Linked DNA regions of Zea mays: all the other regions are linked to region 3. A link is a contact called in public Hi-C data. All regions are on one chromosome and are shown on one strand. Each heading gives the region's core, a stretch centred on a gene start, on an enhancer-like site or on the middle of the called end of the contact. The rest is flanking DNA. Distances are from core to core; before and after follow the strand shown. Region 1 holds the start of LOC103653432 (U-box domain-containing protein 18). Region 2 holds the start of LOC100277074. Region 3 holds the start of LOC100282136 (homeodomain leucine zipper protein CPHB-5). Region 4 holds the start of LOC109946026 (DEAD-box ATP-dependent RNA helicase 29). Region 5 holds the start of LOC100282613 (ubiquitin-protein ligase/ zinc ion binding protein).

The links. A called contact is a pair of places that touch in the nucleus more often than the background predicts.
Region 1: a Hi-C map of leaf shows a contact between it and region 3, with 4 times the contacts expected there. The contact joins the promoter of LOC103653432 here to the promoter of LOC100282136 in region 3. A contact is called at or near these places in 3 of 25 Hi-C or Micro-C datasets (bundle sheath, leaf and tassel).
Region 2: a Hi-C map of leaf shows a contact between it and region 3, with 4 times the contacts expected there. The contact joins the promoter of LOC100277074 here to the promoter of LOC100282136 in region 3. A contact is called at or near these places in 5 of 25 Hi-C or Micro-C datasets (ear, endosperm, leaf and 1 more).
Region 4: a Hi-C map of leaf shows a contact between it and region 3, with 5 times the contacts expected there. The contact joins the promoter of LOC109946026 here to the promoter of LOC100282136 in region 3. A contact is called at or near these places in 10 of 25 Hi-C or Micro-C datasets (bundle sheath, ear, endosperm and 3 more) and 1 of 3 datasets of contacts at active chromatin or transcription factors (seedling).
Region 5: a contact with region 3 is called in a Hi-C map of bundle sheath, with 3 times the contacts expected there. The contact joins the promoter of LOC100282613 here to the promoter of LOC100282136 in region 3. A contact is called at or near these places in 7 of 25 Hi-C or Micro-C datasets (bundle sheath, ear, endosperm and 2 more).

The regions. Positions count from the first base shown.
Region 1 is chr4:80,469,597-80,474,341 of Zm-B73-REFERENCE-NAM-5.0, reverse strand. LOC103653432 (U-box domain-containing protein 18) reads right to left here and starts at 2,400. Exons shown (of 1, transcript XM_008680337.4): 1 at 1-2,400. The coding sequence starts at 2,292. The coding sequence ends at 208.
Region 2 is chr4:80,439,994-80,444,814 of Zm-B73-REFERENCE-NAM-5.0, reverse strand. LOC100277074 reads right to left here and starts at 3,483. Exons shown (of 2, transcript NM_001150741.1): 1 at 2,704-3,483; 2 at 897-1,261. The coding sequence starts at 3,118. The coding sequence ends at 1,215.
Region 3 is chr4:80,599,268-80,604,221 of Zm-B73-REFERENCE-NAM-5.0, reverse strand. It overlaps LOC100282136 (homeodomain leucine zipper protein CPHB-5), which reads left to right and starts at 1,499. Exons shown (of 3, transcript NM_001155048.2): 1 at 1,499-2,114; 2 at 2,222-2,604. The coding sequence starts at 2,003.
Region 4 is chr4:80,795,677-80,800,658 of Zm-B73-REFERENCE-NAM-5.0, reverse strand. It overlaps LOC109946026 (DEAD-box ATP-dependent RNA helicase 29), which reads left to right and starts at 3,226. Exons shown (of 11, transcript XM_020552564.2): 1 at 3,226-3,866; 2 at 4,167-4,982. The coding sequence starts at 3,416.
Region 5 is chr4:80,381,569-80,386,770 of Zm-B73-REFERENCE-NAM-5.0, reverse strand. LOC100282613 (ubiquitin-protein ligase/ zinc ion binding protein) reads right to left here and starts at 2,989. Exons shown (of 7, transcript NM_001155521.1): 1 at 2,638-2,989; 2 at 2,400-2,533; 3 at 1,857-2,049; 4 at 778-885; 5 at 1-269. The coding sequence starts at 2,775.

The sequences.
Region 1 (4,745 bases), core at 1,151-3,650, 130 kb after region 3:
ATTTGGTACCAAATCACAAACCAGATACTATAAAAGTGTCCTCTCTACATTTATACTTGGCTTTGTTCTGTACAACTCACGACGAAATCAGTATCCGATCCCGTCCCGGCTCTCAAAAAAATAACTCGAACCGGGAAAGGAACCCAATCATCAAAGACGAAAAGCAGTCAAAACAAAAACAAATGTACAACATTCGTGCGCCATATACTATACATGGATGACACGGTCGCCGGTCGTCGGTGCTGGCGCGGACGCCGGCGTCTGCCGCTGTTCGTAGTGCCGGTGGATCTCATTCACCAGCCACCGCGCTTTCTTGCCCGCCTGCGGGGTGCCGTCGGCGATCACCGCGTACAGCGCCGGCATCAGGCCAGGTAGCTTGCCCAGCAGCGTCAGCACCTTGTCCCCGCAGTGCCGGCCCAGCAACGCCAGCAGCGCCACGCAGTGCTCCTTCGCCGACCGCGACGCCGCCTCGCCGAACAAGTCCACGAGCCTCGTCACCAGCTCCGAGCTCTCCATGACGGCGCGCGCGCCGGCCGGCTGCTCCGCGAGCCTCGCGAGCAGCGCGACGGCGTCGAGGGCGAGGTCGTCGTCTCCGGCGGACGACCCCAGCAGGCCGGCGAGCGCGTCCACGGCGCCCGCCGACACCGCCCTGCCGTGCGCGTCCGCGCACTGGAGCAGCCCGTAGAGGCTCACCAGCGCGTTCTTCCGGCCGCGGTACGCGCCCTCGCGCGCCAGGCGCACCAGCGTCGGAACCGCCTCCGGCATGCGGCTGATCTCCTCGCAGTACTCCAGGTTGGACGAGAGGTAGAACAGGATGGCCGCCGCGTTCTGCCGCGCCTCGACCTTGGCGGCCACGTTCACGGCGTCCACCACGAGGCCCAGCCCGCCGGCCTCCACCAGCGCCCGCCGCCCGGCCGGGTGCTTGGACAGGTTCAGGAGGCCCGCCACGGAGTTGTCCTGCACGGACGCGTCCGTGGAAGAGAGCAGGTGGAGCAGCCACGGCACGGCGTCCGCCTCCACGAGGCACGCCCGGTAGAAGACGTTCCGCTTCGAGAGCTTGCGGGCCTCGTACGTCGCCTTCTTCTGGTCCTCGGGCGCGCCGCTGGACAGCCTTGCCATCAGGAACGCCGCGGAGAGGCGCACGCCGCCGGCCGCGGCCGCGCCGAACGGCGTGGCGGTCTTGTCGACCGCGCACCGGTGTTTGCTGCTGGGCTCGTGGAGCGGGACGCCCCGGCTGAGGAGGAGCTGCTCGATGACCGCGCGCGCCGCGACGTTCGGCACGAGCTCGGCGCTGCGCAGCCTCTCGCCGGTGACGGGGCACGTCCGGCACCCGCTCTTGATCCACTTCTTGATGGATGCGCGGTCGTACGTCTGGCCGGTGGCCACCGTTACCGGGTCCGTCATCAGCTCCAGCGTGATCGGGCACTGCAGCGCCTCCAGGTTGAGGTTGACCCCCGCCGCCCACCTCGGCGGGAGCCTGTTCGCCGTCGCGGCCTTGCCGGAATCATCGATGCGGTCGAACAAGACGACGCGGCAGTAGAGCAAGAACGCCATGAGGCCGCCGATGAGCACGAGGTCGTTGTCGTTGTCGCTGTCGCTGCCGGTCTCCAGGCGCTCCAGCAGCTCGGCCTCCAGGAACGCGGCCTCCTCGGAGCAGTCCAGCCAGGTGTCGACCCCGACGCAGGCGAGCACGAGCCTGGCGTCCTCTGCGTCGGGCGACACGCCGCTCGCGAACCGCGCGAGCACCGAGCGCACGGCCCGCGCCGCGCGGTCGTCCTCCGGGTCCGGCCGCAGACGAGACGCCGCGCGCCACGCCTGCCGGGACACCAGCCCCGCGAGCTCCTCGGCGTCCGCGGACGCCCTGACGACGTCCCCCGGCAGCGCGTCCATTGCCGTGGCGACGGAGCCCAGCAGCACCCGGAGCTCGGAGGCCGACAGCTCGGCGTTCATGAGCACCCACAGGCGCGCCCCCTTCCGGGCGCAGTCGGCGAGCAGGAGCCGCAGCTTTTGTAGCGCCACGTGTAGCTCCGAGAGGCCCAGCACGGCCGCCTGGTCCGGAGCCGGAGCGTCGCGGACGATGCCGTCGAGGAGCACGAGGACCAAGCCGACGATCCGGACAGCCTCGCGTGCCGCGCCACGGAGCGCCGGGAGCGCGTCCACGTCGGCGGCGCGGAGGCCGGCGATGTCCGCGGCGAGGGAGATCAGCGACGCCAGCAGCGGCGCCGGCTCGATGGCCTCGCACGGGTACACCGCCGGCAGCGCCAGCATCCGTCGGCGCGGCCGCGGCGCCATCTTCTTTGGGTGTCGGACGAAGCAAAGCAAACAACCTGCAAGAGGGGGTAATGGGAACGGACGAGCAGACGACGTCGACGATTCCTCTCTGTCTCGCCTCTTGTCGCGGCGGCCGGCCAAATTTGGAAGCGCGCCTACTTATAGGAGTGCGGGCACACGTGTTGCCCTCAAAGGTCGGATAGGGACACGTGTCGATGCGTCCACGTGGACGGTGCCTGGTGGGGCCGATGGATGGTGAGCTGCAGCTTCCTCTCACGCGCCGACTTTTATGAAGGCACGGACGCACAGTGCAGAGCTGCGCTGGACAGACAATCTATTTCCTCCTATAAATAAATAAACGAACTCAACTGGGGGCATACGTGGCTCATGTGATTTTGACTCGAATTATCAGCGCCAAGTAGTAGGAGAGATAACCTTATAGTGTTGGGCAAAAAAAAAAATTGAGGCCGATTGCACGCAGAATCAATTAGGATTCCGAGTTTCTTATGTATTTTTTGCTAAATCTATAAAATTAACTCAGAAAAATGCTTGTAACAGGTCCATACCACACCTCTATATATATATATATAGGGCTACGATCAATTGAAACACCAACAATCGATTAAATAATCAATATACATCTCGTTTCTAACTTATGCATTTAGAATAGTTCTAGTTTAGCTTTTCTCTACCCAAATATTTACCTCTCTTCGGCTCTACGTCGACTAGGGGCGTCTTGGGTGACCTGCCGATCCCAAGACAAAGCCTAAGATCTCTCCTCCCCGATGGGGTCCCTCCTGGGAGCGAGATCCAGCCGGCGAACTTCATCGTCCTTGCGTATGCGCGAACCGTCCGGTCACCAGGCGCGGACCATTCGACCCGTCAGGCAGGAACACCAGCCCCTGCGCCAGGTCGTGGACCGTCCACCGGTTCTTATCGCAGTGATTGACGCCCGAATCGGTGCCAACACACTTTTTGGCGACTTTGCCGGGAAATTCACATATAGACCTATCAGTTCGGCCCTCAATGGCCGGTTCAAGGGATAATTATGACGTCTCTCCCAGCAATATCATTGAGCCGAATTGGGAAACCTTACCGCCTGAAAAACATTTCGAGTTCGAGGAGCACAAGGAGCAGCTGATCAAAGAAGCAAAAGCAAAATTCCTAGCCAACTTTAAAGTGGACAGGAATAACAAGGCCGTTCGGCAACGGGCGACTAATCTAGCTTCGCTCCGACCCACTTCAGCTACCCCCAAGGTAAGCAACACAAACGAACTCCAATCTCTTAAAGCTTACATAGATGAGCAACGAGACCAAATGCAACAGATTATAGGGGGTGTGCAAAATGACTATAAACGGCTAGTGCGTGCGTTTGATAAATCTACTATTGCAAATTTTCCTTCGCACGAGGTTGAATTGGGGGAAAACACGCGTGATTCATCGGCTACATGTTGTCACGACCATTCACAACACATTTATGGGATGTCGATAGACACGTACCCTAGGCAATCACAGCCTCCTACGCAAATCGGCGATAAATTCGTCGATCTGCGCATGTCCGGACCGTCAGCACGTGAGCGCGGACCGTCCGGGCCAGTGGCGGCCGGCCCCATTTTTAGGAATGAATTACCGAGACATGCACCCGAGCCACCACGTACTGCGCAAACGCTAAACTACCCAGTCGGACCGTCCGCATACAGTGACGGACAATCCACATACAGTGACGGACAGTCCGCATACAACAACGAACGGTCCGACCAGCTTTTTAAGGAGGATTGTTATCCAAATCTGCATCCGTCTCAGCTGAACTTCCCATCACATCATGCGACATACCAGCACCATAATATAGCATCCCAAACCCATGGGGGCGAGTACTTTCCGGCCCGTCCTAGAAGGCCAGAAAGGAATGGCCAGTCCTATGAGCCGCATAGGGCAAGTAGTAATGTGCCACAAAACTCAAACCAATGAGAGGAAGACAACATACTAATAGCCAAACAACCTCACCCTTGTTAGACCAGAGAGCCGGTGGTCTCCCACTGGCTGCCATTGATATAGTAAGGGAGGAGATAGCTGATACGTTCCGAGATAAGCTCGGAGTAAGCATGGTCCCTGGGGGCAGTCATATCGGAGACCTTATGATAGCCGATTTGACCATCACCCATACCCTCACGGAACCAGGATACCCGAATTCGCGAAATTTTTGAGTGACCAAGGAAAAAGCACGCGCGAGCACATAGGCTGGTTCCTAGCACAATTAGGAGAATTAGCCGATACAAAGGCGTTCCGTGTGCGTTTATTTTCGTTATCTTTAAAAGGAACTGCATTCGCATGGTATGCCACACTGCCTCCTAATTCTATTTTGTCGTGGGGAGATTTGGAACAAAAAAACCATGATCATTTCTTCTCCGGTGATTATGAGCTAGATTTAGTAGACCTAGTGGCCCTGCGACAAGGGAAAGATGAATCGATTAATG
Region 2 (4,821 bases), core at 2,234-4,733, 160 kb after region 3:
TAAGGAATGAGCTAGTCCATTATCTACTCACTTTTTTATTTGGTTTGTGGAATAGAATGGGTTCATCCATCAACACCTCATTCCTATAGTTAGTACTAATATAAGAAATAGGGTCATCCCACAAAATTTGAAGAATAGACTCATGATGTAACACCTCATTTTGGATGAAGTAATTTCTCAAACCAAACACTCTATTATGTTTTTTTAATTTACGTATTGTTGATAGCCCTTTTTAACCAGTTATCTTTCGGCCTGTTTTAAGCACAGCGAGACAGATACCAAAGCACACCTTCGTCCCGGCCATCATAGTTGCAGAAGAGTCGAAAGTTCAGTTTTAATTAATGATAAACGAGTCCGCACCAAATAGGCACCATTATTGGATAATGAATGTTTTGGATAATGAACTAATGCGCCGTTTGGTTCTGAGGATTAATTTTTAGTCCCTATTTTTTTAGTCTCGTTTAGTTTTTTTTTACTAAACGGAAGTAGAGACTAATTAATTTTTGTCTTTAGTCTCTCGAAAATATCTAAAAGGGACTAATTAATTTTTTTGCCTAGGCAGATAGGTGTATGGTATTCAAGGATTTCAATTTAACTTATTAGTGATAGGATTAAAATCTAGATTGTATACTCTTTTGCAGTAGAGAAGTAAAATTGTAGTTGCTACATTGCTTTCTTGAATTTTTTTTTGACTAGGTAAAAATTAGAGGCTTGTTTAATTCACCCTCTTGAGGGATCCTTTCAAAAAACAATTCACGGACAAAAACTAAATAATCTTCATACAAAAGATACGTGGAATCCATAAGAGCAGTTCCAGTTATTCATGAATGCAGAAGAAAGAACATGCCAATGACATAATGATTGTATATACAGGTAGTCTAGACTTTAGAAGAAAATGGGATAATGAGGCCATCAATCCATTGCTCCATCGTCAAAAGTGTCAATGACATTTCATACCAATCACAAATCAAGGTTATCACGATGGTCTTACTCTGCAAGAATAAGGTAGCCTTGGAACCTTAGGAAGAATGATGCACCCATGACCCATCCGTTGTTGTTTTTTTTATATATAATCCATTGCTAATGTTCTGTTCTGTGATTCTGTCCTCTTCCTTTTCCCTTTTGGGTTTCCTCTCTTCATCTATTCCCACACATGAGGAATGAAACAATACTGTATTATACATTGAAGCCAGCTAAGAATGGAACTGGAGAAATCAGTTCTGAAGGGAAGACACCCACTGCTCCACAGAAGTCCTGTTATCTACAGAATAGAGACAGACTACAAAGTCAGAAGGATTACAGCGGAGGCAGTAATTCTGTTCACAATACGAATAACAAAAAAACAGCAAAATGATCAAATGGCATAACTGTATTAGGATATATAAGCTTGATTGAAGCATAGAAAACAATATTTGTTATGTATATTAGGATATTGATATTAAAATGGTAGAATACCAGAATAAAATATTGTCGTAAATTGTGGTTCAGGCAGAGAGCATGTTTTTCCGGTTGTAAATAAACAAAAACAATAACAAATCTGATAAGCCAAATGAATGCAGGAATACAATACAAGATCGATCAAGGAGTGCGAAAATTATCAATACAGATACACTTCTAGGAAGGATCAACAGAAAAACCATTCCTATGTGTCTCAATTGATGCAAAGAACACTTCAATGGTTAGAAATGGGATCCTCAGATTGAATTCTCAAAGTTTGTCTCCTGAACTCAGCAGCAGGTGAGCTGGGAGGGAGGGGAAAGTGGCGAGGCAAGATGGAGACTCCCATTATATGATCAACAATGGCACAAAGGGCAAGGTTCTAAAAACAAATGACACATAGGGAGCATTTTCAATTTATAGTGGATGCCTCACATCTAAGACTTTACAATGGGCCACAACTAATATGTATGGTAGGACCAAGCCCAGTGCCATGCAATATAGAAGCTATCCAAATTAAGAAACTAGACTAGATGCAAAATTATCAGAGGCTATCCGAAAGGGCACATCTACAAGAACAAAAACAGCAGTGCCGCTGACCCGGTGGGTTCAAGGTGTCTGATAAATTTACGACACAGTCATTACAGGTTTGAATTGACATGATTCACAGCATCCTAGTTGGAACTTGGAACACCACACAATATATGTGTGTGAGGTTTTGGGTAAACGACATGTATGAATGATCATGGCACGACGGCAGCATAGCAAACGAAGAGGAAACAAGCATGTATCAAGTAAAGTTATGTCCTACTCATACCATATGGTAAACTTAATTAGTCATGTAAGTTGTGTTATGACACTATATGACAGTTGACACTATAGGAATCTTAAATGCTGATAGGCCGTACACCCAAGATTACAACTCTTGCTGTTCTTTTTCTGCTCGCAGTAACGCAAGTGTTTCACCTCTCATTATACTGTTGTGGCCTCATTAGATTGTACACTTATCCGGTGCCTAGACAATATTATTGGCAAAAGAATTCAACAGCCGATAACTAGAAACTTGCCATTTAGGACATCGGTTTAACAGGCTAAACAAACAGGTTTAGCGATGTACTGTAATTAGTAATTACTGTCTATTTACCAACTCTGCACAACACCTAGTACTCCGCAAGTGCTAGTGGAGGGAATAACTAGCAGTTAGCGTATTCAGCTCACCAGAAACGCCGCCGTGGGCGGGGACACCACCAGGACCAGGGAACCTACCATCAGGTCGGGCAGGTCGGTCAACGCGGCCGCGTCGATAGCACGGCACGAGGACGGCGAAGCTGCCCTCGGAGTCCACGTCACTATGGAGATCCGGCGCGAGCGGCTCCAACCAGCCGATGGACCAGTCGGAGGCGTCGGAGTCCGAGTCAGACAGGCAGCCGTCGCCGTCGGACTGCACGATAACCATGCCGTGCTCGCTGTCGACCCTGTCCTCCGCGCGGCCGCCGCGCCGGCTGATCATGCCCGTGCGCCCGACGCCGGCGTCTGGCTCCCGAAACCCGGACGGGGAGTCCGGGAAGAGGCCTTTCGTCACGGCCGTGCTGCTCCACGCCGGTGGCTCGCGGTCGCGGCCTCTACGGTTTCTGGCTCTGCTCCCCGGCCATATCCACTGCGAGAATCGGCTCAGCGACATGGCCGTTGTGGGGGAAAGAAATCAAAGAATGCTCGGGTCGTCTTGATCCGGTTGAAAATTGGGGGCGCAAAGCTGACAAAATCAAAGAGAATAGAGCAAAGCAAAAAGGATAATCTGTGAGGAAAATCTTATCTTCTTCCGGAACTAGATCCAATAAATATCTGTCTCGTCAAAAGTGGATATTGGCAGGCAAATGGAGGAAGGAACCGCCCTTTAAGCGAAAGCAACATCAAGTGGAACAAAAGAAACCGCTGAAAACTATAGCGGTTGCTTCTCGGCGCAAATCGGAGGAGCAAGCAAACGATAGTAGAAGAGTTACTGTGACTAAACCTATCACCAAGAACAGACTGACTATAGCCTGAAGCAGAGAAGGCGAGAGAGATTCGGCAACTGAAAAGATGCGAAGAGCAAGGTTGTTGCGAGGTCGCCACGAGAATCCTGGGGTGGAGGAACCCGGTCGTCCCTAGATTCGGATCTTTTAGGCCTTGTTCGGTTATTCTCAATACACATGGATTGGATGTGATTAAAAAAAATTCTTAAGAAGTTTGACTTGTTTAGGATTCAAACCCATCCAATCTCACTCAATCCACATGGATTGAGAGCTAACCGAACAACCCCTTAGGTGTGGGGAAGAGGAAGAATCGGGGCCAGAGAACTGAACTAGTGAACCGGATAGCAACAGCCAACAGCGAAGGAGAAGCCAAGAGTACTGAGGGTTAGCCAAAGCCAAACCAAAGGGTTAGATTAAGAAAGCAACTTTTTTTAAAAGCCGACTTTCTCACAGTGTAAAAATAAAAGCATATCTAGATCTACTTTTAGTGATTTTTAGATTAAACTGTGAAAACATATATCAAATAACTTTTAACGATTTTCAGAGGTTTCGACCAAACGATTGTTAGCTTTTTAACAGTTTACCGCTCACAACAACTTTTCTCACAGCTCATAGTCCACAACAGCTTTTTTCATAGCCACGGCCCAACCAAACAGACCCTGAAGAGGAGGCTAGCCGCCTAGGTAGGGCTGGATATCGAGCCAGCTCGGCTCGGCTCGTTTGAGCTCGAGCTGGCTCGTTAAGCTAACGAGTTGGCTCGACTCGGCTCGTTAAGGTAGCGAGCCACAGAGTCAGCTCGGCTCGACTCGTTTACGAGCTCGAGCTGGCTCGTTTAGCTTGCGAGCCAGAGCAGAAAAAAATAATATGTGTTTAATAATCAATTTCTAGTTAATTTCAAACTAATTTAAAACAGAAAATAGTAATTATACTCATAGTTTCACAGACCATATCAATATAACACCAAATTAACACAACTCATCACTCATTAATTCACTATTCACACACATATTCAGCAGTTTAACCCACACTTATATTCGTATAGACCAATTTCATACATAGACATAATTCATCAATCATTAGTTTAACTTATAGGTTATAGACACCACACATACATATAACATATTCATCAATTGTTACGTAAATGATATGTATATAGTTTTGTTTTGCTGAAATGTGATAGCTCGTTTAGCTCACGAGCTGGCTTGTTAACAAACCGAGCTGGCTCGTTAACGAACCGAGCTAGGATGTCAGCTCAGCTCGCGAAAAAATTCAAACGAGCCGATCCGAGCCGAGCCGAGCTGGCCACGAATCGAGCGAGCCGACGAGCTGCAAGCATTTTGTCCAGCCCTACGCCTAGGCCACCCATGGCCCG
Region 3 (4,954 bases), core at 250-2,749:
TAGCTTAGAACTCCAGTTCCATAGTCTTCAGGTCCATCCACGCATAACAAACTTGGGAGCTCTTCCTCCCTCTCTCGTCCGCTTGTAACCCTTACTATGAGCATTGAGCAACAAAGGTGCCGGTAGTGCGAGCCGCCAAAGACTGGATTTAGGGACGTTCTGCTCGAAAAACTTATTTGAGTTTTTACAACAAGTTTGATCGGCTCGTCTTATTCAAAAAAATCATTATTATTATTAATTTTATTGTGATATCGTTTACCATATAGGCCTCCTTTGAAATGCAAGATTGGTAAAACATAGGGATATGAAAAATATAGGAATAGAGTTGCATGCCACTTCCATTCATAGAAAAATTTCCAAGAGGTTGGACCTCATGTTAAAATCCTCCAAATTCTCACTACAATGGTCTATTCCATATGAATTTTGTAGGATCGGTAAGAACTCAATTCCTTTGTTCCAAGGCTCAAATAGAAAATTTCCTATAGATTTTCAATCCTTCGAAATTCCTTCACTTTTTTTCTCCGTTTCAAAGGAGACCATAATATACTTTTAAGGGGGTGTTTGGTTTTTTAGTCACCCTCCTAAACTTTTGGAACTAAACTTTAGTCTCTAGAAATTATGTTTGAAGACTGATTTTAGTCACCTTGTTTAGTATTTTAGGGACTGAGAGTAACTAACTTTAGTCACTAAAGATTATGAGGTGGGAGCCAAACACACTATAAGTCCGGCTTTGAATTTTTTATTTTTTGTCAAAAAATTGAATAATACGAGTGTGTCAAACTTGTTAAAAAGTCAAACGAATTATAGATTAGAAATGAGAGAATATCACTTTTGTTCTCACAAACGAAAATTTTAATTGTCATTTCAATTTGCATCATTCCAGAATATCGGTCTCGCAGACATTTTAATGGTTAAAGTGGAAATCGTTTTCATTAATTTTATTAAATGAAAGACTTTCATTAAAAATATAAATTTTCAGAAAAAAGGTCAACAAGTTGATCTGAGTGCAAAAATAGAATGCTGTAACTACAGCTAGAATTTTCTCGACCAAAAGTTTAATGCGTTTCATCCACCCAAATTTGAGTTTTTCGTGCATCATATGATGACACACAGGTTAATTGGGAAGCTTTTTTTTCCCAAAACATTTTGCCTGGATTGAGCACTTGGTGGACTTGCCAGCACGCAAAAGATGAACAGTTGTGTGATGCAAGTCCAATCCCTCCACTCTCTTCTGAAAAAACAAAGAACAGAGAAATGCTTTTCAAGCTAGAAAAGTCAGCATCTGTGTACTTAAGAAAAGTGCCGTACCTTAAACCAAGCTTACGTGTCCCCGATCCGCCATCAGGGGCAACTTAGATCCCAAAACAGCATCATGTTCCGAATTAAAAAATTCCCTAATCCCCCAATCAGGAGGCAACATCACATCCTAACCGAGAGGGCATTTTCGTCAACAGACCCCTCCCGCTTCCTATAAAGTCCCGCCATCTCTAACCCTCCCAACTTTAGCAGCGAAATTCATCCAAAAGAAACTCCTGATAAATATAAAAAGGAGGGGAAAAAGAAAAACACTTGCAGCGGCATCCACCACCGGAGCTCCCATCATCGGTCTATCCCTCCGTGTCAACCCCCTCCTCAGAAGTTCTAATTGCAGTTCAGCCCCTGGCCGGTCCGCCGGGCCACCGGAAGGAGCCGCTCGCCGGAGGAAGCCCCCCATCTCCTTGCCCTGCGGCGGGTTTATGGGGTTCTCGCTGTACCCCATGAAGACGTCCACGCGGTTGCTCTGGAGCACTAGCTTCTTCCGCCATAAGCTCAGCTCCTCCTCCTGCTTCCTCTGAGCCCGCCCCACCCGCGTCGATCACCTCGGCGGCGGCCCGCTGTTGCTGCGCGGTCCTAGCACCCGTTCGAGTGTGTGTGTTTGTGTTCTTTGAGTTTCAAGATTGGGTTTTGTTGCGTTATTGGGGAGACGAAGGGACTAAGGCGCAGTGAGCGGACAAGAATCAGCATGGATCCGAGCGCGGTCAGTTTCGACTCTGGCGGCACGCGGCGGGGCGGCGGCGCGCAGATGCTGCTCTTCGGCGGCGGAGGCAGCGCCAACAGCAACGGCTTCTTCCGAGGTGCGTGCGTGACTCATCGGGAGCCGGTCAGATCTGGATGCGTCTTGCGGTTCTCGATTCCCCGATTGCTTACCCGCGGCGCGGTGCCATGTGGGCATGTGGCGCAGGTGTTCCGATGGCGGTCCTGGGCATGGACGACGCGACGCGCGTGGGCAAGCGGCCCTTCTTCACGACACACGAGGAGCTCCTAGAGGAGGAGTACTACGACGAGCAGGCGCCGGAGAAGAAGCGCCGACTGACGGCGGAGCAGGTGCAGCTGCTGGAGCGGAGCTTCGAAGAAGAGAACAAGCTGGAGCCGGAGCGCAAGACCGAGCTGGCTCGCCGCCTGGGGATGGCGCCCCGCCAGGTAGCTGTTTGGTTCCAGAACCGCCGCGCGCGCTGGAAGACCAAGCAACTCGAGACCGACTATGACCGCCTCAAGGCTGCTTACGACGCACTCGCCGCCGACCACCAGGGCCTCCTGGCCGACAACGATAACCTCCGGGCACAGGTAGCTGACTCATCACCTCGCTTCGTCTCCTCGGCTGATCGATTGTTACTTGATTTCATTGATTAACACATGCGTTGTCCAGCCATCTTCGCACCACAGTTAGTTACGGAACGTTTGGTTTCCAGTTACTAATTTCCAGTCACTCCATTTTATTTTATTTTAGTTACTAAATTATTAAATATAAAAACTAAAACTCTATTTTAGTTTATATATTTAGCAATTTAGGAGATGAAATAGAATAAAATGGAGCGACTAAAAATTAGTCCCTACAAACCAAACACCCTCAGGCTCGTCGCCGCACTGCTGCCTCGAGTGAATAGGAAATGCCATCCGGATTCTTGAACTTGTTTCTATTGCCGATTTAATGATTTAGCTTTTTTTTTCAAACGGTACTTTAGGGTGATTTTGGTTGGGCTATGGCTATGAAAAAAGATGTTGTGACTGAAAAAAATCTGGTGTGGGTTGTGACAACTAAAAAACTAAAAGTCGTCTGATGAAAGCTGTTAAAAGCCACTAAACGTTTTTCCATATATATTTGCAAAGTTTTCATCCAAAAGCCGCAGGTTTAGAGTTGCTTTCAACTTTGCACTGCCATGCCAGAAAGTCAGCTTTTGGAAAAAGCTAATTGATGAATTGGACCATTTGGTTTGGATTTTGACTTTTGGGGTCAAAAGCCACAACAAAAAACTAAACCAAGCACACTCTTAAGCTTCATGTTAACTTTAAACTGGCATTTGGTAACATTGGGTATCTTTTCCAGTTTATGTTATTTATTTGCCTCTCCTCTCTTAAATAAAGGTCATCGTCTGAAGTTCGATGTCATGGTGCGATGAAAAGACTGCAAGTGCAAGCATATCCGTAGGAAACTAGGAACTAGAGTTAAAACTGGGGAATAATGTAAATGAGTTCATGATCATCGTTGTTTGGATGTTTTGAAATGCCATGTATGTCAAATTAGTGTCATCAATGTTATCAACATTACTGAAACGTGGGCTTTAAGATGAGCATGCTTAGATAGTATAATAACTTTCGACCATGGACCCAAAACAATCGAAAACTTACATTATCCAGTAGTGTTGTTATTGGTAGTAGGTTCTTTCCAAAGACAACTCGTCTTTCCGATGTGTATGCATGCTGTTCTCATCCAAGATATTGATTATAAGGAGTTCTGAGGGTTTAGCTAGGAATAGGTAAGTCTTGGAATTCAAATTTTCTGAAGCTCAAGGGCGTCTGCATGAAAAAGCTGTCTTCCCACGACAAGTTACTGTGTGTAAAATTAAATAAGTCAGTACCACTTTTGTCAGCTTCAATTTGGCCATAGGTAGTCATCAGTGATGACCCACTACTGGATGCATTTTAGCTATTATCCAATTAACTGCTTTGGATTTTGGAATCTTGGGTACCTATCGTACGCCTCCCAAGTCTAAATCCAATAGATTTCTCCAAACTATGTGATGTGAAAGAGTTAATTGCTCTAATCTATGCATCACGCCTTTTGAAAAACGTATTGTGAATTATTTTTTATTTTTTTGTCAACTGATGTAAACAGATTACCAAATACTCAGTCATGTCTAGTGGTTCTTTGTAATCAAATTGATGGAATGACTTAGTTTAGACTTGAGTGACTATTCTTATAGAGGTGCATGTGTAAATATTACAGCTTAAGATGTCTTTAATAGAACTAAATGCTTGAGAATGAACTGGATTTAATTTAAATATAAAAACAATGCTAGATTTTAGGGAAGATATGATGTAGTATATATGTCTAAAAGATGTCATGATGTAGGAAGAAAGACAAACACCTAATATAATATTGCAATCATTGCTCTATTCACTGAGTATCTGTTTTCTCCATACCTTAACGAATGAGATTGGTTGGATCTTACAAATATTCGATGTAATAAATATGCCTACCACAATATCTATTATTTGCTTTAGGACCTCTGAAAATACTGCGACTTGTGTTTCACAGAATCTACAACACGTATGCTATCTTTCATTTAATGCATCTTGTAGTCCCTTGAAATTTTCAAATAGACAGGGACCAGTTAGGTCAATCGTTATATTGTTTGTTGTACTCTTTACTCAGATCTGTTTGTAGTGATTAGCTGCCACGTATAACCCATGGCATTTCTAATGAAGAATACAACATGGGAAATAGAGATACACTACTAAATTGTTTGCTGGCAAGAAATAGTTAAAATATCCAATTGGACTGAACATGACACTTGATTATTTGTTCTGAGAAAGAAAACAAATAGGGAAATTACGAAGGCCTTTTCAAGGATAATAGTTCAACGCATTTCTAAAGCTATCTGGGGATGTGCTGATCCGTGCTAGTTTGTAGAGC
Region 4 (4,982 bases), core at 1,977-4,476, 190 kb before region 3:
CTTGTCTATGGGCAGGAAGCAGTGTTGCCCGTGGAAATAAGTTTGAATGCTGTCAGGTTCGCCAGACAAAATGATCTAACCATCACTGATTATTATAATTCAATGATGGATAATATTGATGAGGTGACCGACAAGAGGGTGATAGCTTTGGGAGCAATAGAAAAGGACAAGATCATGGTAGCCAGGGCCTACAACAAGAAGGTCAAAGCAAAGTCATTTCTAGTAGGGGACCTGGTGTGGAAGACCATCCTGCCTCTAAGGAATAAAGACCGGAAGTTTGGAAAATGGTCGCCAAGCTGGGAGGGTCCTTATAAAGTAAAACAGGTAATGTTTGGTAACGCCTATTTACTACAAACATTACAAGGCAAGGATTTACCCAAAGCTTTGAATGGGTGTTTCCTCAAGCAGTACCATCCTAGTATGTGGCAAGATGCTTAAGAAAACCGATGTGATCACATCGAGTTAAGATGCTTTTGGTTTGCTCAGCTCCACCAAAAGGCAGGGGGGCATATGTTGGGCACCAAAATGAGGGCCGGACCGTCCGACCACTCATTTTGGTGCCCAACATATGCCCCCCTGCCTTTTGGTGGAGCTGAGCAAACCAAAAGCATCTTAACTCGATGTGATCACATCGGTTTTCTTAAGCATCTTGCCACATACTAGGATGGTACTGCTTGAGGAAACGCCCATTCAAAGCTTTGGGTAAATCCTTGCCTTGTAATGTTTGTAGTAAATAGGCGTTACCAAACATTACCTGTTTTACTTTATAAGGTCGGACGGTCCGCGGTCCGGACAATTCGCGCCTGTGGGCCAGACAATCCGCGCAAGCGCAGAACAAATTATGGTTCCGAGTTTCTTGCTATGTTTGTTGGCGAGAATCTCGGGATAAGCTCGGAAATTAGTTTGTAAAGGGTCCAGCCCCCCTCCTCTATAAATAGAGAGGTATACAGCCGATTTGGAAGAACCAATCGAACCTTCAATCAATACAATTTACATTTTGTCCTAGGAATAGTTCTAGTCTAGTTTAGGTTTAGTCTTCCAATCCCCAAATCCTCCGCTTCCTTTCGACTCGACGTCGATTAGAGGAGTCTAGGTCGATCTACCCGAGCCTAGACATCACCTATGATCTCTACTACCTGATGGGGTCCCTCCCGGGAGCGAGATCCAGGCTCCGCCGGTGATCCTCCGCCGCCCCTACGCACGCGCGGACCGTCCGGTCCCAGGGCACGGACCGTCCGGCCGTCGTCAGGCAGGAAACCTTAGCCTCGCTCCAGGTCGCGGACCGTCCGGCCCCTGGCCGCGGACCGTCCGCGCCGGTGCAGAGAGCACCGCCGTTGGTTCGTATTGAGTGATTGGCGCCCGAAAAAGGTGTCAACACAGAGGATTGAAAAACGTAGTAACATTGAGTGGAAGGTTGTTTGGTTGGGGCAAGAAAAAAACGAAGGGTTCATTTTGCAGCAATGTCAAGCTTGGATGAAAACAATATCAAATAAGTGCTTTGCATGTGTTTTTCTCTGCTTAAATCTGGATAGGACAAGCCATAATGGGCCCTTAGTTGCTAGCATTAGCATTCCACTTCTCGTGCTTCGCTTGTAGGAATTTTTCCAAGAGCTCTTGGTGGATGTTAGAAATCCTATGGAATCAACACATAAAGGGATAAAATCCTATGAAATATTATTGGTGCATCATGCCAGCCAAACTATATATAGGATAGGAAACTTTCCTATTCCAACATTGTTCCTTCAAAATTCCTGTAATCTAAATAAGCCCTAAAAAGGATAACTCCAGGCTCAGAGCACCATATACCCTACCTATGGCTTCAATCACCCACCACAAAGAACTGTCTATGGCAGGTCACATTCAGATCAAACCATATCTTGAGCATTCTATTCTTTTTACTATGCAGATCCATCGCTAACGATGTAAGATAATCAACATTAAAGTGCAGATCTACATGAGTACAACCAGAATCCATTCCTAGGGTAGAGGTTGATCGGGCAGTGAATGGGTGAGGGCTCAACCGATGGCTGCTTCCTAGCGCGACGTCGTCCGTGGTGGCTTGATGCCTCGTCGGAGAAGGAGCTAGGATTAGTGAGACGTCAGCGAGTGCAGCCTCACTCAACCGCGACCGCGAGTAGCTTCTTTGGGTTCCGCCGCAATGAGAGCATCAGACGACGAGCGGGAGGACGTCAAATCCAGATCTTCGGCATGACGGGGATGTTGCCATGCAGATCGCGACGCCTGACGTCGGAGCTTCGTCGATGGAATCAAGGTTGCGTTGTCGCCGTCTTCCGCATCTTGTACGGGAGAACCTTCCATAGAAAGCCGCGAATAGGAACTGACCGGTGCTGCGCGCGAGTGAATGTTGGTAGCGTTCCCCTTCATCAGGGGAGAGAAAACGCCGATGAGATGAAGGACTGTGTAGGGGAGGCCATTGCGACGTTTTCGCGTGATCCTGTAGCCGCTACATTAGGGGGGGAGGCGTGGTAGACGCACAGATGTCCAATAAGCACGAGGCCCGCGAGCCTGGCACGAAGCCCGCTGTTTGGGTCCGGTCCGAGCCCGGCATGACTCGGTTCTATGCGGGCCCGGCCCGGCACGAATAAGCGGGCCGGGCTCGGACAAGAAACTAGGCACGGTGGGCTAGCTCGGTACGACCCGTTTACCTCTAAGCCCATTAAACCCGCTTTTTTACACTAAAACGTGCTTACCGGCCCGCATAGCCCATTTTCGGCCCGCTTTTTTCGTGCTAAACGGGCCGGCCCGCGTTTAGGCCCGCTGTGGGCCGGGCTCGGACAGGAAATTGAGCCCGCGTGCTTAGAAGGCCCGACCCGGTTTTCTAACCGTGCCTGGCGGGCCGGGCTTCACCGGGCCCGGGCCGGGCGGCCCCTTTGGCCATCTCTAGGTAGACGTGTCCGTTGAAGGCATTCTAAGTATGATGAAATTATGGTCCTGTTTAGCATTGCTGTTGCTTGTTGAAAAAATAACTTATCTTAGAAGTTGATGAAAACAGTTTCTGCTTGTTGTCTGCTTTTAGTTTATTTTGATAAGCAGCAGAACTGATAAGCTGCTGCAGAAATTGTCTTTCTGACTGTGTTTAAATTTGTGAACAAGTTGAAAATAAAAATAAACTGTGTCAAACAGGACCTATATTTTTAGAACTTAGCTTGTGTCATATAAATGCAACCAAACAGGCCCATTGTATCTCAGCCCATGAGTTTTTTTTCATGTCGACCCGGCCCATGATTCCCGACCTGGCTCGTCGCGCAAGTTGCTTCGCGTGTCTCCCCTCCACCCCTCTCCTCTCCTTCCGCTTCCGCAGTACCTCGCCGCCACGGCCGACGTTGATAAAGCCCCAAACGGCTAAACCCACGTCTCCCTCTTCTGCCCTCCCTCCCTACTTCCCAGCCACCCCATGGCTCGCTTAACCCCCACGAAGTCCAAATCCTCCAGGAAGCCCAAGCCCTCCTCCTCCTCCGCCATGGGCGCCGGAGCGGAGCCGGATGCGATGTCCACGCGGCGGCCGAAGCGTGGCAAGTCGGTGGGCGGCGTCAGCAAGAAGTCCAAGTCGGGCGGGTTCGAGTCGATGGGGCTCTGCGAGGAGGTGTACCGCGGGGTGCGCCACAAAGGGTACCGCGTGCCCACGCCGATCCAGCGCAAGACCATGCCGCTCATCCTCGCGGGCGTCGACGTCGCTGCCATGGCCCGCACGGGCTCCGGGAAGACCGCCGCATTCCTGGTGCCCATGCTGCAGCGCCTCCGCCGCCGCGACCCGAGCGCCGGCGTCCGCGCGCTCATCCTCTCACCTACCCGCGACCTCGCGATGCAGACGCTCAAGTTCTCCAACCAGCTCGGCAAGTTCACAGGTGCGTAGTAGTCCTCGTGCTCGTAGCCAGGCCAATGTGCCGCTGTCAGCTTTGCTACATAGCAATCATGCTGTTTTACCAATTGAGAATTTTTATATGACACTTTCGAGATGCATAATTCAGCGGCTTATATTGGGCTGCTTTACTTGAGATAGCAGCCTACCATTTTGGGTATATTGTTGTCTTTGTGCCCTTGTATACAATTTTGGGCATCGATTGTTGTGTTTTCTGGGCTGCTCCTTCTCAGCTCGAAATATTTCATCAGTGCGGAATGGTGACTTGTTTTCCCCCATCTTGTAGACCTAAGAACCAGCATAATTGTTGGTGGAGATAGCATGGAGAGTCAGTTTGAGGACCTGTCAGAGTGTCCTGATATCATAATTGCCACGCCAGGCAGGCTCATGCACCATTTGAATGATGTCAAGGACATGACTCTTCGCTCAGTGGAATATGTTGTGTTTGATGAAGCAGATTCCTTGTTCAGCATGGGGTTCGCCAAACATTTGCACGATATTCTGAAGAAGCTAAATGATACACGACAAACATTGCTCTTTAGTGCCACTTTGCCTAGTGCCCTTGCAGATTTTGCAAAAGCTGGTCTGCGTGATCCGCACATTGTGAGGCTCGACTTGGACAAAAAGATCAGTCCTGATCTCAGGATGGTGTTCTTCACACTGCGCCAAGAAGAGAAGCTTGCTGCCTTACTGTATTTGGTCAGGGAACGCATCAGCTCTGAGGAGCAGACAATAATTTTTGTTTCAACCAAGCATCATGTGGAGTTCTTGAATGTTTTGTTCAGAGAAGAAGGTTTAGAGCCTTCCCTATCCTATGGTGCTATGGATCAGGAAGCTCGTATGATTCATATTTCAAAATTCAGGGCAAGGAAGACCATGCTACTTATTGTGACAGATGTTGCTGCGAGGGGCTTGGATATTCCGTTGCTGGATAATGTAGTGAACTGGGACTTTCCTGCAAAGCCTAAGTTATTTGTTCATAGAGTTGGTCGAGTGGCTAGACAAGGTAGAAGTGGAACAGCTTATACATTTGTCACTTCAGAGGACATGCCATATTTACTGGACCTACATCTTTTCCTTTCAAGGCCTCTTAGACCTGCTC
Region 5 (5,202 bases), core at 1,740-4,239, 220 kb after region 3:
CCAAATTCATATAGAGAATCTAGGGTACTTTGTCTAAGTGATGATGATGGTGCACTTGATTTTCTTTGAGCTTCTATACACAGAGTATCTGAAGTCTGAGGTTCACTGAAGCTGTCAGACAAACTATCATTTTCAGAGTTTTCAGTAAGATTGTTCCTTTCTCCCATCCGGATAGGAACTTCATTGTGAAGCAAGTGTGACAAGTTTCCCTTATGCTTTGATGTGCTCTGGGACGTTCTATGACTTGAGATATGAAGGCACTGTCTTGCCTGCATTGTCATTTGATACGTCCATAAGATTCCAAATAAAATTTTCATAACAAGTGGAAATTAAAAAAAAATCATCAAAACATATACACCCAAACAGGTGCAAGCTATGAGATGCAACGGTCACAACATTGATTTTGTCTCCAACATGGACAACACACAAAAACTAATTAATGCCACCTCCATAAGTAAGATAATACTTGTCACCATAAAGCAGCGGTGCCTGACGTTCTTAAGAAACTGTACATGAGGTAATGAATCATTTTCTTTGTGTGATTAAGCTAACGTGTATCAAGTTGTGTGTTCATCAAATATAATTGTTAAACAAAAACCAATCACCAAAAATATGAACCTATTGAAAGGTGCTTGATTAGGATTCAGGATCAGACTACTGAGGTTCATAACAAATTAAGATATTTCAGGAAAGTAAGCATATGACACCTAAAATTTCTAGGTTATAGTTCAACAAAAAAAGGGATTGATAAAATATAAACTTGCATATAAATATTACCATGACACTTGACACATTATCCTGCAGGTTTAAGACATCTCTGTCCGTTGATGTATTGACATGCTTCATACGCTTTCTCCTTTTCTTAACGTCTGGTGAATGATTTTTCTTAGAATTCCCATCACCCACAGAATCATGAAGTCAGCAGGTCAACCAAGCTCCATCAGAAAATTGATAGTACAATATGCATCGTTATTTTTGGAAAAGTAAGTTCACGGTGAACACACATTTGATTATCAACTGCTACATGACACTATTAAAGGGTAAGAGAAGTATTAAGAATGCCATAATTCAAAATGAAGAACAAATGTAGGTCCAGCGCACTTTCGAGATTTTTTGGGAATATAGTTTTATGCTTAGGCCTTAGGTATAACATGAAAGTTTGACAATTCAAATTGAAGAAATACATACTTTTATCGGACACACAAGAGAGCTACATATCTTTATATTCAGCTTAGATTATGTGGTGTTAGTTCTACCAGAATCTCAGCAGTACGTTGCAAAGTGTTGGTGATATCGATGAGGTCCTATAAACTATAAACATACCAATATATCATACTTGATTTGAAAAAAATGGTCAAACTCATGTTTTCCCCATTTTCAGTCAAATTTCATCCATAAATTTAAATTTATCGCCTGATAAATTACCAATTATCAGATATAATCAGACTTATCAACTCAACCAGCTGGCAGCCATGCTTTATGCATAGATGGAAGGTCATATTCTAATATACAATAACTGTTGCCCTCATATTCGACTGCAACAGATTCTAGCTGAACCATGATTGGGAAATATTACACATGCTAAACATAGCATTAAAGTAGTAGAATAGAGATATAAGAAATATGATGAATTGCACAATGGATTAGACAATACAACATCATGGGTGATGGGTCTGCATGCAGGAACAAAATGAAATTAAGGTTATGATTCTTACTTATTCTCGCAGGGTAGACTTAAAATCAAAATCAGAATCATCAAGATATAAGAAACATGATGAATTGCACACTGGATTAGACAATACAACATCATGGGTCTGCATGCAGGAACAAAATGGAATGAAGGTTATGATTCTTACTTGTTCTAGCAGGGCAGACTCAAAATCAGAATCAGAATCATCAAGCTTAACTTTATAGCTGGCTCTAGCTCGAGGAGTGTCCCAGAAATCATCAGGTAACTCTTGGAAAACTCTGTCCTCCATGATGGCATTTTTCTTGACTTGTTTACGGGAACGAGAAGGCAGCTCTGGGACTGGCCCTGCTTCTTCACCACTGTGTACCAGGCAGAAATGTTTTTTTCTGAGAAATTAGCCAACAGTTTTACAGAATAAGATAGTATATGGGACTTGTAGTTTACAGGAACTGTCACTGCTTCTTCGCAACTATTAATCGAAAGGGTTTTACCTGAGAAATACTGTCAACATGCACAAATCTAAGAACACAAAGTGAGATGGGTTAGAACTCTCCATAGCGATTTCGTTCTGTCAAGGCTGTCGGGCGAAACATAATTACTATTTCCAGTTTCAAATTTTGTCCAATGGATTCGTCCAGGTGAAACAACAACAGAGTACTTGTCTAATCATGTCACAATTTCAAAACAGTTGAAGAAAAATCGCCCCTACCTTACCATAAAGTACGGGTCCTCTGGGAGGCGCCTCCCCTCCCTGAGACACTCCGTGAACCACCAGTGGCTCACAACGCGTGTCCCCAGCCTCCTCGCGATGTCGTACTTCTTCCCCTCGAGCCTCCAGCACACCTGCCCGACAGTAGCACGCACCAGATCCAATTTCACATCACGTGGAATCAAACCGCCCAATTAAAAATCGATGCCCAGCCAGCTGGCGGTGCGTAGTGGCTTACCAGGTGGGTGATGGATCTGCTCATTGATCCTACGTAGCTAGCACCGGTCTCCGCAATGAGGTTTACAAGCCTATGCCGCTCGTCGCCGTGGTAACCGCTCACCGTGGCGACCACGGACCTCATCCCGTCGATCAGCATGTAGTCCGCCGGCGAGTGAACCAGAAGGACGAAAACCACTAACGGGACAAGCGGGGGACGGCGAACGGAGGCGGATGGCGGATCACCGGAACACGGCGGCGGCACTACAGGAGTGGGGAAATCAAACCCTTTTCCCTTCCACCTTTTGTGTTTCCCTTCCTTGTTTAAAATTTTTCAGGTTACCGCGGCGGTTGCTGAAGTAACGGTGGGTTTGATTTGGATTTTGACTTTGGTTTTTATTTTTTAAAAGCTAAAAACCAAATCAAAGAGATAGATATAATAGGAAACAATTTTTTTGAGTCGACTTTCGCGTAGTGTAACTGAAAGTATCTCTGAACATATTTTTAGCGCCTTTTCAGATAAAACTATAAAGATACACATAGAAGAACTTTAGCGGTTTTTAGTGGTTTCACTAAATGATTTTTAGCTTTTTAACACCTCATAGCCCACATTATCTTTTTCAGAGCTCACTGCAAGTCACCTAGAAGGGGGTGAATAGGCGTAATCTGAAATTTACAAGTTTAAATACACACTACAAGCAGAGGTTAGTGTTAGAACTAAAATTAAGTCGGAAAGAGAGGGAGAACAAATCAACCAAGAAATAAGGCGAGTGAACACGGTGAATTGTTTTACTGAGGTTCGGTTCCAAAGAATCTAGTCCCCGTTGAGGATGTCACAAATACCGGGTCTATTTCAACCATTTCCATCTCTCAAACGGTCACTTAGGCCGAGTGAGCCTTCTTCCTTAATCTCACGGGTCACTAAAACCCCGCAAGGACCACCACACGCTTGGTGTCTCTTGCCTCGCTTACAAAGCATTTGAGAATAAGAATGGAAAAAGAAGAAAGGCAATCCAAGCGACAAGAACTCAAATGAACACAAAAATCTCTCTCACAAGCCACTAAGTGTTTGGAGTGAATTTGGGACTCGGAGAGGATTTGATCTTTTGTATTGTGTCTTGGAGTGAATGCTAGATGTCGGCGTTTCGAGACCGGGGGGTCCCTGGGCCGACGAGTGAATGTCGCCGCGTGCCCCAGCCCAGATGGGTCGAGCGCGAGGGCGAGCGCGAAGGGGGGAGAGCGAGGCGGCCGGAGACCGGCGTGAGAGAGGTGGGAATCCCGCGGCCTTCGTGTTCGTCCCGCGCCCAGGTCGGGTGCGCTTGCAGTAGGGGGTTACAAGCGTCCACGCGGGAGAGGGAGCGAGCGGCCCCAAGCGAGCGCCTGTCTCGTCCTCGTCCCCGCGCGGCCAACCTCTCTAAGAGGGCCCTGGTCTTTCCTTTTATAGGCATAAGGAGAGGATCCAGGTGTACAATGGGGGGTGTAGCGGAGTGCTACGTGTCTAGCGGAGGAGAGCTAGCGCCCTAAGTACATGCCGTTGTGGCAGCCGGAGAGATTTTGGCACCCAGCTGGTGTGATGTCGTGGCCGTCGGAGGAGCGATGGAGCCTGGCGGAGGGACAGCTGTCGGAGCGGTTGAGTCCTTGCTGACGTCCTCCTGCTTCCGTAAGGGGGCTGAGAGCCGCCGTCGTCACAGAGTATGCGGGGCGCCATCATTGCCTATCTGGCAGGAGCGAGCCAGATGGGACACCGGTCTTGTTTCCTGCGGCCCGAGTCAGCTCGGGGTAGGGCGATGATGGCGCCTCCTGTTGACGTGGCTGGTCTGCGCCCTAGGTTGGGCGATGTGGAAGCTCCTCCGAAGCCGAGGTCGAGTCTGTCTTCCGTGGCCGAGGTCGAGTCCGAGCCCCTGGGTCGGGCGAGGCGGAGGCCGTCGGCTGAGGCCAGGGCGGAGTCCGAGCCCTGGGGTCGGGCGAAGCGGAGTTCGTCGTCTTCTGGGGCTGAGCCCGAGTTCGAGCCCTGGGTCGGGCGGAGCGGAGTTCGTCGTCTTCAGGGGCTGAGCCCGAGTCCGAGCCCTGGGTCGGGCGGAGTGGAGTTCGCCGTCTTCCGGGACTTAGCCCGAGTCCGAGCCCTGGGTCGGGCGGAGCGGAGTTCGCCGTCTTCCGGGACTTAGCCCGAGTCCGAGCCCTGGGTCGGGCGGAGCGGAGTTCGCCGTCTTCTGGGGCTGAGCCCGAGTCCGAGCCCTGGGTCGGGCGGAGCGGAGTTCGCCGTCTTCCGGGACTTAGCCCGAGTCCGAGCCCTGGGTCGGGCGGAGCGGAGTTCGTCGTCTTCCGGGACTTAGCCCGAGTCCGAGCCCTGGGTCGGGCGGAGCGGAGTTCGTCGTCTTCCGGGACTTAGCCCGAGTCCGAGCCCTGGGTCGGGCGGAGCGGAGCTTCCTATGATGCCTTCGGCAGGGCCTGACTGCCTGTCAGTTTCACTCTGTCAAGTGGCACCACAGTCGGAGTGGCCCAGGCAGCGCTGTCCTTCTGTCAGGTCGGTCAGTGGAGCGGCGAAGTGACGGCGGTCACTTCGGCTCTGCCGGCTGGGGGTCGTGCG